2 separate regions of the Mus musculus genome follow, and region 1 is linked to region 2. The links are chromatin contacts, called in public promoter capture Hi-C maps. All regions are on one chromosome and are shown on one strand. The core of a region is the stretch at or near the end of the contact, and the rest is flanking DNA. Distances in the headings are between cores, read along the strand shown. Region 1 overlaps Aoah (acyloxyacyl hydrolase). Region 2 holds the start of Nme8 (NME/NM23 family member 8).

The links. Promoter capture Hi-C pulls out the DNA fragments that hold promoters and counts their contacts.
Region 1: a promoter capture Hi-C map of liver shows a contact between it and region 2, with 3 times the contacts expected there. The contact joins the enhancer-like site here to the promoter of Nme8 in region 2. A contact is called at or near these places in 7 of 39 promoter capture datasets (embryonic stem cells, frontonasal cranial neural crest, hippocampal neurons and 3 more), 1 of 484 Hi-C or Micro-C datasets (cerebellum) and 1 of 9 other capture datasets (embryonic stem cells).

Annotation. Positions count from the first base shown.
Region 1 is chr13:21,020,417-21,026,807 of GRCm38.p6, forward strand. Aoah (acyloxyacyl hydrolase) reads left to right here. Exons shown (of 21, transcript NM_012054.4): 21 at 2,793-3,838. The coding sequence ends at 2,921. Among named protein-coding and RNA genes, the nearest start is that of Gm32242, 13 kb to the left of the region's middle. Within about 2 kb of position 4,630, at least 4 of the 459 cell types and tissues checked have an H3K27ac peak or open chromatin away from gene starts, as enhancers often do. A contact at or near this core is called in liver, where this site is marked.
Region 2 is chr13:19,695,134-19,701,287 of GRCm38.p6, forward strand. Nme8 (NME/NM23 family member 8) reads right to left here and starts at 2,627. Exons shown (of 17, transcript NM_181591.3): 1 at 2,489-2,627; 2 at 1,871-1,913; 3 at 1,736-1,793; 4 at 1,454-1,560. The coding sequence starts at 1,903.

The sequences.
Region 1 (6,391 bases), core at 3,380-5,879, 1.3 Mb after region 2:
ATCAATATGTGAGGTGTAATGAAATGTGTGTATAAAATTTCATGAAGAACCCCAGTATGTATGCTTACTAAAACATCAATAGGAAACAAAGTGATCACATGCTTGGTTGGATGCATGGCTGGGGTGGGCACGTGGTATAGTGTTTATTTGGCATGTACAAGGTGATATTGAGTGTGAACCGCAATAGCTGAAAGTAAAAGTCTGATTGGATGGAAACACTTTAGCTCCACATCAGAAGGCTCTGGCACTTCATAAAACCTCTAGGGCTGATTAATGTAATGACTCAGTCGGCTTTGTTTGGTTTTTTTTCCCTAACAATTACTAAAATATTACACACAGTTTAGACTCAGAGAGAGCTTTGATCATTGACTCTCTCCTATTTATGGTGTAATTTGGCCCCAGGGTGCCAAAAAGCTACCCAATGTGACACAGCACTGTCAAGTGGCATGGTGAACTGCCATGAGGGCAGTGTCCCACCCATCCCACAGTGTGCTCCCCTCTCAGGCCCTCAGCAATCACTTCTCTTATTTTTCCACACTGCTGTTGAGATAGTCATTTGGTCCAACAACCAGCCAGACCTTGCATCATCTGCCTAGGAAAAGCCTCCTCATCCAATGCACAGGGGATAGCAGAGAACTGGACAACCAAGACTAGCTCCTGCTACCACTGGGGACAAAGCAAATCCAGCATAAAGCTACAAAAGCCAAGAAAGTGGCATTTGGCATAAGAGACCATGCTCACCCTGCTTGGAATCCAAGCCAGTGTCTTTTCAGGATCCAAGCCCTAACAGTCTCCCTGTCCACCCTCATCTTCTGGGTGCCTGAAGCTCCCAGACCTCGTCATTTTCCTTCCCTTCCCATGAGCTATGGGTCATCTGCATACACCTTAGCCTCTGCCTAGTGCACAGCTTCCCCAAGAAACACCCTGAGCCTACCCTTAAAAGTTCAGCTTCTCCCAAGAGGGCCTTTCCTTTTCCTTCCATGCAGAGTTGGTATTTCCTCCCTATTGGCTTGTGCTTCTCCCTCATAGCCCTCCAGGTGTGAGGTCACTTCACTTGTCTGGCTGCTGGCCTACCCAGGAGCTCCTCCAGAGAAGGCTTCTTCTACTCATTAGCACCCAGGCCTTAGACCACCAGAAGGAATTGTTAGCTGTCTCCTGGAGTACAGGAGTGGGTTTTGGGGAACATGTGCTTATTATGTTTCTAAGTCACAAATCTAGGAACTTAAAAGGATGGACATGTTACTTTGAAGTTTTTGATAGTCATAGCCTGACCTGGCCCCGCCCTTAGGATGGATGCCACAAACTACAATCTAGGTGTATTACCCAGGCTCTGGGATCATCCAGAGACAAAACCGGAGAAAACAACATCACACTTACCTGAGTTGACAGATTTGGAGTAGGACTGAGCACCCGGCTTCTTGCTGGACTTTAGCTGGGGGTTAGCATCAGCTCACTGCTTATAGCATCAGCTCACGGCTTATAGCATCAGACCAGCTGCTTATAGCATCAGCTCACTGCTTATAGCATCAGACCAGCTGCTTATAGCATCAGACCAGCTGCTTATAGCATCAGCTCACTGCTTATAGCATCAGACCAGCTGCTTATAGCATCAGCTCACTGCTTATAGCATCAGCTCACTGCTTATAGCATCAGACCAGCTGCTTATAGCATCAGCTCACTGCTTATAGCATCAGACCAGCTGCTTATAGCATCAGCTCACTGCTTATAGCATCAGACCAGCTGCTTATAGCATCAGACCAGCTGCTTATAGCATCAGCTCACGGCTTATAGCATCAGACCAGCTGCTTATAGCATCAGCTCACTGCTTATAGCATCAGCTCACTGCTTATAGCATCAGACCAGCTGCTTATAGCATCAGCTCACTGCTTATAGTATCAGCTCACTGCTTATAGCATCAGACCAGCTGCTTATAGCATCAGCTCACTGCTTATAGCATCAGACCAGCTGCTTATAGCATCAGACAAGCAAGACCAAGTTCTGTTTTATGAAGCACAATCACTAATGTGACATCTGTTCATCACCACTGTAATGATTAGGACAAGGTGATAGACCCCACCCACCTCAGGGGAAGGGATTGGATACACAGAGATGGAAGCAGGGAACTCAGGGACAGTCCTCAGATCTTCCTACAATGGAAAATGCTGAGCTTTGACCAGGAAATGTCCCCCAGACTCTAGTGTTAAATTCTAGGCTCCCCAGTTGATGGCATGATTGTGAGAGGAGCAGTAAACTTTGGAACCTGACTGAAGCAATGGAGTCCCTGACAGTAGGTGTTTATAAAAACATCATGCCCCTGGCCTCAGTCGGTCTCCTCTTTGCTTCCTGTTTGCCATGAGGTGAACAGCTTCTCTCTACCATACTCTTGCTCCATGATGTATCTGCAGTCCATAAGCAAAGGAAATTCTTCCTCTTTTAAATTGCTTCTCCCAGATAATATTAGCATCGATATGATAAAAAGTTTAAGAAATAAAGAATTACTGAATCAGGATAGTGAGTTTCCTGTTGTGCTGTTGTCTGACAAGATCTCATGTATACAAGGCTGGCTGCAAACGTATCATGTAGCCCAAGGGAGAACTTGAGCTTCGGATCCTCCTGCTTCTACGTCTAGAGAGGTGGGATTCGGCGTGTGCCTCAGTGATCTGTCATGTGGCACTTGGAGTAAAGCTTGGGCTTCTCTCTGCTAGGTAAGCCCTCTGCCAACTGAGCGGCATCCCAGGCCTACTGATCGGTCCCTTGCCATGAAGTGCCTTTTCCCTCTGGCTCTCTTGCAGGTGGCTTCACTTCTGCAAGCAAATCGTGTCTGGGAAAAGATACAGCTTCAATGGCCTCATGTCCTGGGAAAGGAGAATCCATTCAACTCTCAGATTGAAGAGGTGTTTGGAGACCAAGGAGGACACTGAGTCTCCGCGGAAGGCGCATCACTGGGGGAGAGAAAGGTGGATAAACCCTCCCACCTGCTCATTCCAGGGGCTGCTGTGCAACAGGCCCAGAAGACCTTCTTCAGCAGCCTCTCTGCAGACCACTTTCCTCTCAGTTGGGGACAGACCTTAATGGCAATGTCCATTAACAGCAATGTCCTTTGCTTCCCACAGCAAGTCTTCTCTGTTCAACTCTGAAACACTTTTTCCAATTTTTTATTAGGTATTTTCTTCATTTATATTTCAGATGCTATCCCGAAAATCCCCTTTAAGCTGATTATCTTGGGTATTTGTTATAGTAATGAAAAACTTACGTCACAATAAATAATCTAGAGATGATTGAAAGTACATAGGCATGTGTAGGTTATATACAAATACTATATACCATTTTCTACAAGGATCCTGATCAGAGTTCCTGTGCATATATGAACTTCAATCTGTACTAGAGTCTTCTCTCCATCTCTGTGGGCAATTGACTCCAGGACTTGCAAGGATACCAGGGTCTGAGGACATTCAAGTTCCTTGTAAAGGGAAGTCTAGCAATCACTTTCTTTTCTGTGTCTCACTTTCCTCAGCCTTTTCTGAGATGCCACAGATTTAGGGTTCAATCTTTGTACGCCCAGAGGTACCCCTGTGCTTGGTGTAGCCCACAGGTATGAGACAGTTGGCCCCACAGTGGCAAGTAGGAACTATTGAAATCATGCACAAGTCTCCTCAGTTACTGGCATTTGGTGGACTTCTTACATCAGCCCCCTTAACCTACAACAATGACCTGAACACATTCTTATAGCAATGCTGGCCCACCCCCACCCCTTACAGCCCTGATTCTCTTGTCCTGCTTCCAAAATAAACTGTCTGCACTCCAATATTTGCCTCAATAAAGTCAAAGTTCTAAGGTTGGTGTGGGCATAATTGTGTCATCAAGAGTTCACAATTCATGCTTTATCATTAAATGTATTTCTGGCAATGAAATACTAGGTACCATTAGGAACCAAATCTACTCACCAGGCACACCTGAGGCCTGGAAGCCAACATCACCAACTAGCCTCCAGTTCCATTCATCTCATATCTTGTTCCTCATCCATGGCCCATGTGCTGGTTAACCTTTGTCCACTTGCCACTAACTGGAGTTATCTGGGAAGAGAGAACCTCAGCTGAGGTATTGTCTCCATAAGATTCACCTGTGGACAGTTCTATAGGGCATTTCTTGATTAGTGATTGATGTGGTTGACTACCAATTATAACAGACAAGCCTAGCCCAGACCTGGTGTCACTACCCCTGGTGGTCCTGTGTTGCATAAAAAAACAGACTAAGCAAGCCAAGAGAAGCAAGCCAATAAGCACTGCTGCCTTTGCCATGGCTTCCCATGACAATGGACTGTAACTCATAACCTGAAAACATTATGTTGGAAACACCATGCTTCCACAAGCTTCAAAATGCATGTGGACACATTTTGAAGGTCTCTCCTGGGGCCTTGGAAGGTACACTGGGAATTTTCAGTCATCCTAGCAGCTTCAGCTCCATTCATGGGTTGTTTGCCAAGACTTATGTAAGCTTTGGTGGGGGAGGGAGCAATAACTTTAAAAATGTTACACCATTCATTTCCCTCACAGCACCATTCTCGGTTGAGCACAACCTGAGCATGTGCCCTGGAGGCAGATCCACCAGAGGCACTGACGTACTACCAGGGACTACTCTTTAAAGGAGACGATAAGAACGTGGGAGATGAGTTTGAGAGTGCAAGGCTTGGGTGTGAGTCTGGAAGCCGAGCATGCTTACTTTCCAATGTGTCCTCTTATGCAATCTTGTCAATCACACAACTCATTTCAGTGTTTTGGCATCTCATATTACTTTTAAGCACCAGTACTTGTTACAATGTAATTTTGTTACTGGTTTTATTTGAAATCTTAATCATTCCGTCTCAATAAAGCTCAGAGAGTCCTGCACTAAAACTGCTTATTGCTTTAACAAGAAGTCTATCCACTTCTCTTCATTCCAAAGCATCTATAGTTGAGGCTAGAGAGGTGGCTTAGTGGCTAAAAGCACTGACTGCTCTTACTTTAATTGAATGTGGCACCTGCATCAAGACTCACAACTATCTGTAAATTTGGTTCCAGTGGATCTGACACCCTGCTCTGGGCTGTCACAGGTACCAGGATACATGTAGTACATAGTCATGCATGCAAGTGAAACACCTACAAATAAAATAATTTCTAAAATTTTCACTGCATCTCATTGCTGTTCCCAAAATACACATGAAGTTGGTTGTCTTTTATTGCTTTGCTGCTGGGTGAGGGGAAGGGAAAGCTAGCACAGAATTTTATTTTAAGGTCTTATCTTCCAGATGGCCAAAGGGACCAGACTTATGATAAAAGTTGTAAGGACCAGGCTAGAGAGATGGCTCAGTGGTTAGGAGTACCTGCTGTTCACAACCACCCATAGCTACAGAAATCCAACTCCCTCTTCAGACCTCTCATGTGGTACATATAAATACATGCAAGCAAAACACTCCTCATATAAAGTGAATTAGTCTTTATTAAAGGGAAAAACCTGCATTTAAGGGAAAAATGTGAGGAATCCAGTGGAACTGAATAGGAAGGCTGTCAGAGTAAAGAGGAGCTCAAGGGTCCTTCTTCCTGGCACTGCCAAGAACCCTGCCTAGAGTCTCTTACAGAGTTACCTTGCTGTGTAATTGAACCATGTAATACTCTGCTCTCTGTCACTCTCACAAAATAGCTGTGATAATTAACTTATATTAAGAGCAGATTTGTTTTGACTCATAGTTGTTTAGTTCTGCACATGTTCAAATGGACTCATTGTTGAGATCCCAAGACGGGGCCGTGTATCTTGTCAGAAGACTGTGGTAGAGCAAAACCTCTCGTGACAGAGCTAGGAAGCAAGAGCAGAAGAAGAGGCCAGGCTGTTAGAATATTCTGCAGCAGCAGGCACCCAGCCACCTAAAGCCTTCTCACCATGCTTCACCTCTTTGAAGCTTAACCCACTCCCCAAAACCCCAGGCACCAAGCCTTTAACATCTAAGCCTCTGAGAAATGTTTAGCATCCTAAGAATAGCACAGCAACTCCAGCTCCAGACTGGCTCAGCCCAAGAGGGCACTAATGGCTGAGACCTGAGCCCTGACCAGATTCCTGAGCGCTGAGGAATCAAGGGGCACAAAAGAACCGTTGACCCTATGTCTTAATTAAGGTTTTATTGCTGTGAAGAGACACCAGTTCAAAGGCAACTTTTATAAAGACAAACATTTAACTGGGGCTGGCTTACAGTTTCAGAGGTTTAGTCCATTATCATCATAGCAGAAAACATGGAGTGTGCAGGTAGACATGGTGCCGGAGGAGCCGAGTTCCAAAGGCAGCCAGGAGGGGACTGTGAAGTGGACATTTCTGGTTTCTTTGGAGACTCAGTTGTGTCATGTGATGTTTTTCTAGAAGCTGT
Region 2 (6,154 bases), core at 1,377-3,876:
CACACACACACACACAGAGAGAGAGAGAGAGAGAGAGAGAGAGAGAGAGAAACACAGACAGACAGGCATAGACACACAGAGAGACATACACACACCCACACAGACATACATACACTCACAGAAACACACACAGAGATGCACATGTATTCAGACTAACACATGCACATAATTTAAAAATATAAAGAAAGAATTACAGGATGTTTCTGCAGAAGGGGAGGACTAGTCGACAGGTAAGGTCAGGAAGAAAACTGTGCAAGGGTCCTTTAGATGACAGGGAAGGCCTGCACCTAAAAGATCCCATGGGTGGAGGTTTTGTGTCTGACTCATGGACTACGTAGTTTAAAAACCTAGAGTAAAAATGCACATACCAGTTATCTCTTTCTGCTGTTTGCAGCTAGCTCACTCAGGTATGCATCTATCTAGGAGAAATGTATTCTCTATCTGTTCAATATGGATCATGTAAAATAAATCTTAAAAATTATTATTTTATAACTTTTTAATATTTAAAGCATATCTTAATATTAAATGAATAATTATTAATCAATAATTGAACTCTAATAAAAAATTAGATTCACATAGCTAAATTGTCTCAAACAGTAGATTCCACAATAATTTAATTTAGTAGCATCAGTTTTATAATTTTTAAAATTTGTGTGTATAAGAAGCCAAGAAAGGAGAGAGAGAGACTGACAAACCCATAGACCGACAGACAGACCGACAGACAGAGAAAAGGAAAGACTCTTTCTTGGCTTCCTTCAGTTGAGTCCCAGGGACCAAACTTACATCATCATGCCTGCCAGCAAGTGCCTTTGTCCACTGAACTAGCCCAACAGCCCTCAATTTTCAAATTTAAATTAATTAAAATTGAAAATGCATTTCTACAGTGGCTCTGGATAGCTCTCAAGTGTTCTGTTTGTGCATAAAGCCATATTGGACAGAAAGATTCTAACCAAATGTTAACTGGATATAGACTGAACTATAAATTATATCTGGCTATAGATTGAATAATCAGTACAACTGAGTCAAGTGCATTTGACGGTGAGATTTAATCCCTTGTCACTTTTGATAACTAACAGCTAAAAGAGAAATTACTTACTTTGAAACATGTGTGCATAGATAGGTGCCCAGGGTTCTACTCTGTGTCACCCAGGAAACAGTCCCTGATAATCTTAACTCAGGGACACATATTGACCATGCCATGTGACAATGTCAACAGATGTCCATTACTATACTTTTCTGAGGTTTCAGTCATGATGAGTTATCTCAGCATCCTGGGAATTTGATGAAACTCATACTAATTCTCAAACCTAGTAGAACTAAGCAAATAGTTAAGACTATGGAGCCAACATTGTTTAGAGTAGAGACTGGCAGGTTCCTTAAACTAATAAAATACTTGAAGTACAAGGAGATCTTTAAACACAGCAAACACATTGAACAAAACCAAAAACCTTACAACGACGAAGTGAAGAATCTCATCTTCGTTCAGTTCATTTTTTAGTTTTCTGAATAAACTTTGCACGGCTTTGCAAGGTCCACACCAGGCTTGGTAAACATCAATCACTGGGAAATAGTAACATTTGTCAAAAGGCAGAGTCAAAGAATCTGGAGGCTGTCGCATTCCCATCCCAGGTGAAGGACCCAGGGAGGAAGGCAGGAAGGCAGCTTTGAAACAGGGAGTTGAATTCTGCAAGGTATGGAAACAAACCTGAACACTGACAGCAGAGAGCCCCCGTACCTGTTAAGCCTTTGTTCAGCAACATCTCATCCCACAAGTTCTGACTATTGACGACTGACTGCAAAAAGCAAAATATGGTAAGAGGTGGCAAGTGTCATTGCACCAGAAGAAGACCTGCTGGCACGATAGACCCACCTGTAGCTGGACTTCACGCTTTTTGCTTGCCATTTGTCGACTTCTGCATGGAATAGGAAAAGAAATACAAACTGTGGAATTTGAGCAATCTTCTCTTTGTATACCCAAACCACATCTTAAAGTACTGTCCAATTCCCTTTAGAAAATACTGGCCTGCTCAGACTAGCCTCTAGAGAAGAGTCAGCGTCACAGGCAAACTACTGCTGGGCAGGGATTCTTTCAACAAACCAAAGCAATGCCAGAATGTTGCAGGCTTTTTTTTTTTTTTTTTTTTGAAGTCATACTGTGTGTGTGTTAATAATGTGGTGGTTTCCTATGCCTTTAGCAGAACATGTTAATTGGTAAACATACCTTTTAGATATGCTCACTCCAGTATTATTGAGTTTTTAGGAGAAAATCACTACTGTTCTCTGGAGCAGAACACAAATATTCCATGGGTGATAACATCAAGGATGCATAGAAAAAAAATAGCTCCTAAGACTGCATCCCAACAAAGTTGCTATACACCATAATGAAATGGGCCCTTTCTGTTAGACTGGGACCTTTATAGATAATTTAAATGGTCTCCCTTGCTGGGGTCTATGGCCCTTGATAGAATGAATTCCTGAAATTCAGTACCTGGACCGCTGGGTCAGGCCCGGGCTGAAGGTGGCAGGGCTCCTGCTGTGCCTTCTTCCCCAGCAGGTCCAGTCAAAGGGAGGGATGAGGTATGCCTAGCATCACCCCCTGGAAGATGAAGGGCAAGGACGCCAACGTTCAGCCCTCGAGGCCCGGCCGGCCCTTCCCTCCCTGTGGTGGAGGCTCGAGGATCCTGCTCACAGCAGGTAGAACTGGACACCAAGCCCAAGCAAGAGCAGTAGGCGCCTAAAATTCCTCCCCGACTCCTGCTGTATTGCTCTGGAAAGAAAGTTTCTACTTCCTCAAGATCCCTCCCTCTGCTGCCTCCTACCAAGTTGCAGTCTCTAAGACTGTACAGGGTCGCCACCCCTCCCCCATCAACATACCCAAGTCCACCTCAGCATTTCAAGTTCCCAGGGATTCTCTCCCAGAGAGCGGACCTGGAAGTCTCTCTCCTAGGCTTTGGATCCTGTGTGATCAGCCACGCCTTACAATAAACATACAAATCCCTCAAATTGGAGTAGAAACAGTCCTTCCTCCCTGCTGAGATGACGGTCCACCTTTGTTAATCTACTCTGATGCTCTCCGTCTTTCTCCAGTTCCAAGTTTGGCCTTGTATCTCTCTCTCTCTCTCTCTCTCTCTCTCTCTCTCTCTCTCTCTCTCTCTCTCTCTCTCTCTCTCCCTCCCTCTCTCCCTCCCTCCCTCCCTCCCTCCCTCCCTCCCTCCCTCCCTCCCTCCCTCCCTCTCTCTCCTCTCTCTCTCTCTCTCTCTCTCTCTCTCTCTCTCTCTCTCTCTCTCCCTCTCTCTCTCTCTCTCTCTCTCTCTCTCTCTCTCTCTCTCTCTCTCTCTCTCTCTCTCTCTCTGTTGTTTCCTCTTGAGATAAAACCTGAGCATGATGTCAAAGGATAGAAAAAGTGCCATGGAGCGCAGAGCTCAGCCGAGCGCTGTCCACATAAGCATCGAGCCTAGGCTGGATCTTGGTGTAATAAAAATCAGATTATCAATTATTGTGCCAACTGGAGTGAGTCTTCTGACAAAACTTTCACAGACGTTCATGGACCCCTCGTTCCTAAAACACTAAAACGGCCAGAGCTTTGAGAATTTTGTTTGCTATTGCTATTTAACTCATTCAACAAAATCGCAATCTTTCCGTCCTAGTGTATTCTTCCTGAAGTCTGTATATGAATTTTTCACATTGGCATATTTATAAAAACATTTTGTTTCTTGTCTCTTCTAGTTAACTATCACACTTAGAAACATTTAATTGCAGATTCACAGAATGTCCACAAGGTGGCAGTATGCACTTCTGAAGCAGTCCAGGAGGAAATCTCTCAAAATCCCTGACCACATGTTGCCTGAAGTACACTGAAGATCACCGGGCAACCTGGGACAAGATACAGAAGAGCTCTGGGTTCCTTCACTCGGGCTTTGCATTGATTATCCTGTTGCTGATCTCTGTAATAACACGTTACCAGTTGGAGGATGAAAGGCATTCTATCAGTTCACTTACCCAGTGATGCTGAGCCCCAGGGTCCCAGGATTTTTTTAGTTTGCTTGCTTGCTGGAGAGTCTCAGTATGTATCTCACATTAGCCTCTCTGCAGTACAGTCTTTTTGTATCATTTCAACCTTCAAAATATGCAATATACCACACACTCCATGTTTAAATATGTTATTGTATATACTGATTTATTTAGAAATGCTTTCTTCTACTGGATTCAACGGCTCTTACCTCACCAGTCTGCTGGGCACTACATATTATTTAGGCAGGAATCGCCAAACACACTTTTGTGATCACAATTTCTAAAAACTCACCATCAATTAAAGTTGCTAACAGTGACCCGTACTGGGTGTACTTGAAAAGCAACTATGTTCCCTTGTCTCATGACCAGGGAATCAAAGTTTTTTAAGATGGTTTCCAGAACCCTGGGGAGACAGGAGTTACTAACTTAAATAAGTTGAGGATGTATTTCTGAATGGGAAAAGGTTATTCTGAATCTAGGCCATTTTTGCTATTGCTCAGAAGTGCAGAGAACTTCTCATCTTACACTTGTGGAAACGGAGACCCCCAAACTGACAAGAAAATAGCCCAAGTAACAGAAATTTTGTTTGAAAGATTTACTGCTTTTTCTTACACGGGACCAAGTATGTCTTCACTCACATGTCAACTTCTGCCTGGGGAGAGACGCTGCTGAGGAGCGCAGCGCTGGCCTTCCCTCAGAGGCGACGTCACAGCCTTTAGGTTTTCCTTATTGTTAATTTGGTAAAGGATCCAGTGTGTGTGTGTGTGTGTGTTTTAACCTTCCTGTATGGGAGTTTTGCCTGCATATATATCTATACACCAAAAGCACATACCCTCAGAAGCCAGAAGCCCATGAACCTGGAGCTATGCATGATCCTTAGCGACCGTGTAGGTGTTGAAAATCAAACCCAGGCCCTCTGGAAGAGTAGCTGTGCTTTTGACCACTGAGCTGTCTCTGCAGCACATGTCCAATACTTCTTGGTCACACTGGGGTCTAAGAAATTCTAGTTTTGCAGACCACCCGACAGCTGACCAGGTAAGAATGTTTATTTTCTCCATCTGTTCGTATTGTCATGCTCCCTCCACATTTTCTCCTTTTTTTAAAAAATCCCCCTGGGAAGCAGAAGGCAGGAAAGACAAACCTTCAGCACTCTCAGCCACTGAGATGGGGTAATTTGCTTGGAAGGTCAACATTTTTTTTTTACTCAAGTAGACTAGTTCATGTGTAGAGGAAAAATGCATTCCCAAGAGAGCAAATCCAAATTAAAAAAAAAAAAAGTCATTTTGGTGCTCAATATATCCTTCCCCCTTCACACATATAGAATAAAATAAAAATATTATTGTATGTTTCAGAATACCACTTTTCTGCCTATAACAGGAAAGCCAAATAAAAATGATTTGAAGTGTAGTAGTTTCTTTTTCTCAGGATAAAAGAAGTGTGGATGTAGACAGCTTAAGAAAGATGGCCCACACCGAAAGCATCATCAAAATCCAGCTCATGCAGTTTCTCTTCCTTTTTGGGCTCTCCTGGTCTCAGTGGCTTTATCTCTGATTAATTATTAAAACATGCAAATTAAATATGGTGTTGTGGGGCCTGGGGTAGGTATTGGCAACAGTTGATGAGGAAATGGAGGCTCAGCAAAGGCTTTCTGAAGGAAGCCATTGGGTGTTTCAGTGTCTCCTGGGAGCCTGGCATTCACATTCCCCTGAAGAGGACATGAATGTACTGCAGAGAACGAGAATGGTCCATCTCTTCACTGGGAGGCCCCGCTCTGTCAGCTCAGGATGCTGCACAGGGTGTGGGAAGGTGGTCCAGGGTGGGGCCAGGTCATCAGTGTACTCATCTGCAAGCAGGTAGGAGTTCCTGTGAGGGAGCTGGAATAAACTCTAATAGAAATGAAACCAGTGAAGAATTACATAACATTACGGTGATGTCATGACTTCTGCAGTTTAAAAATCTACTCTGGCTAGGAACCAGAGAATGTGTTGAAAGAGATAGGGGAGAGATGAAGACTCTGCAGCCAGGGAAGCCACAATGGCTGGTGTGAGGTAGGTAACCTGGAGAAGTAGAGGAAAACATGAGTGCCAGCAGAGGCTAGGGAGCACTTGATAACAGAGAGTCCTGTTGTATTCCCAAGTTGCTG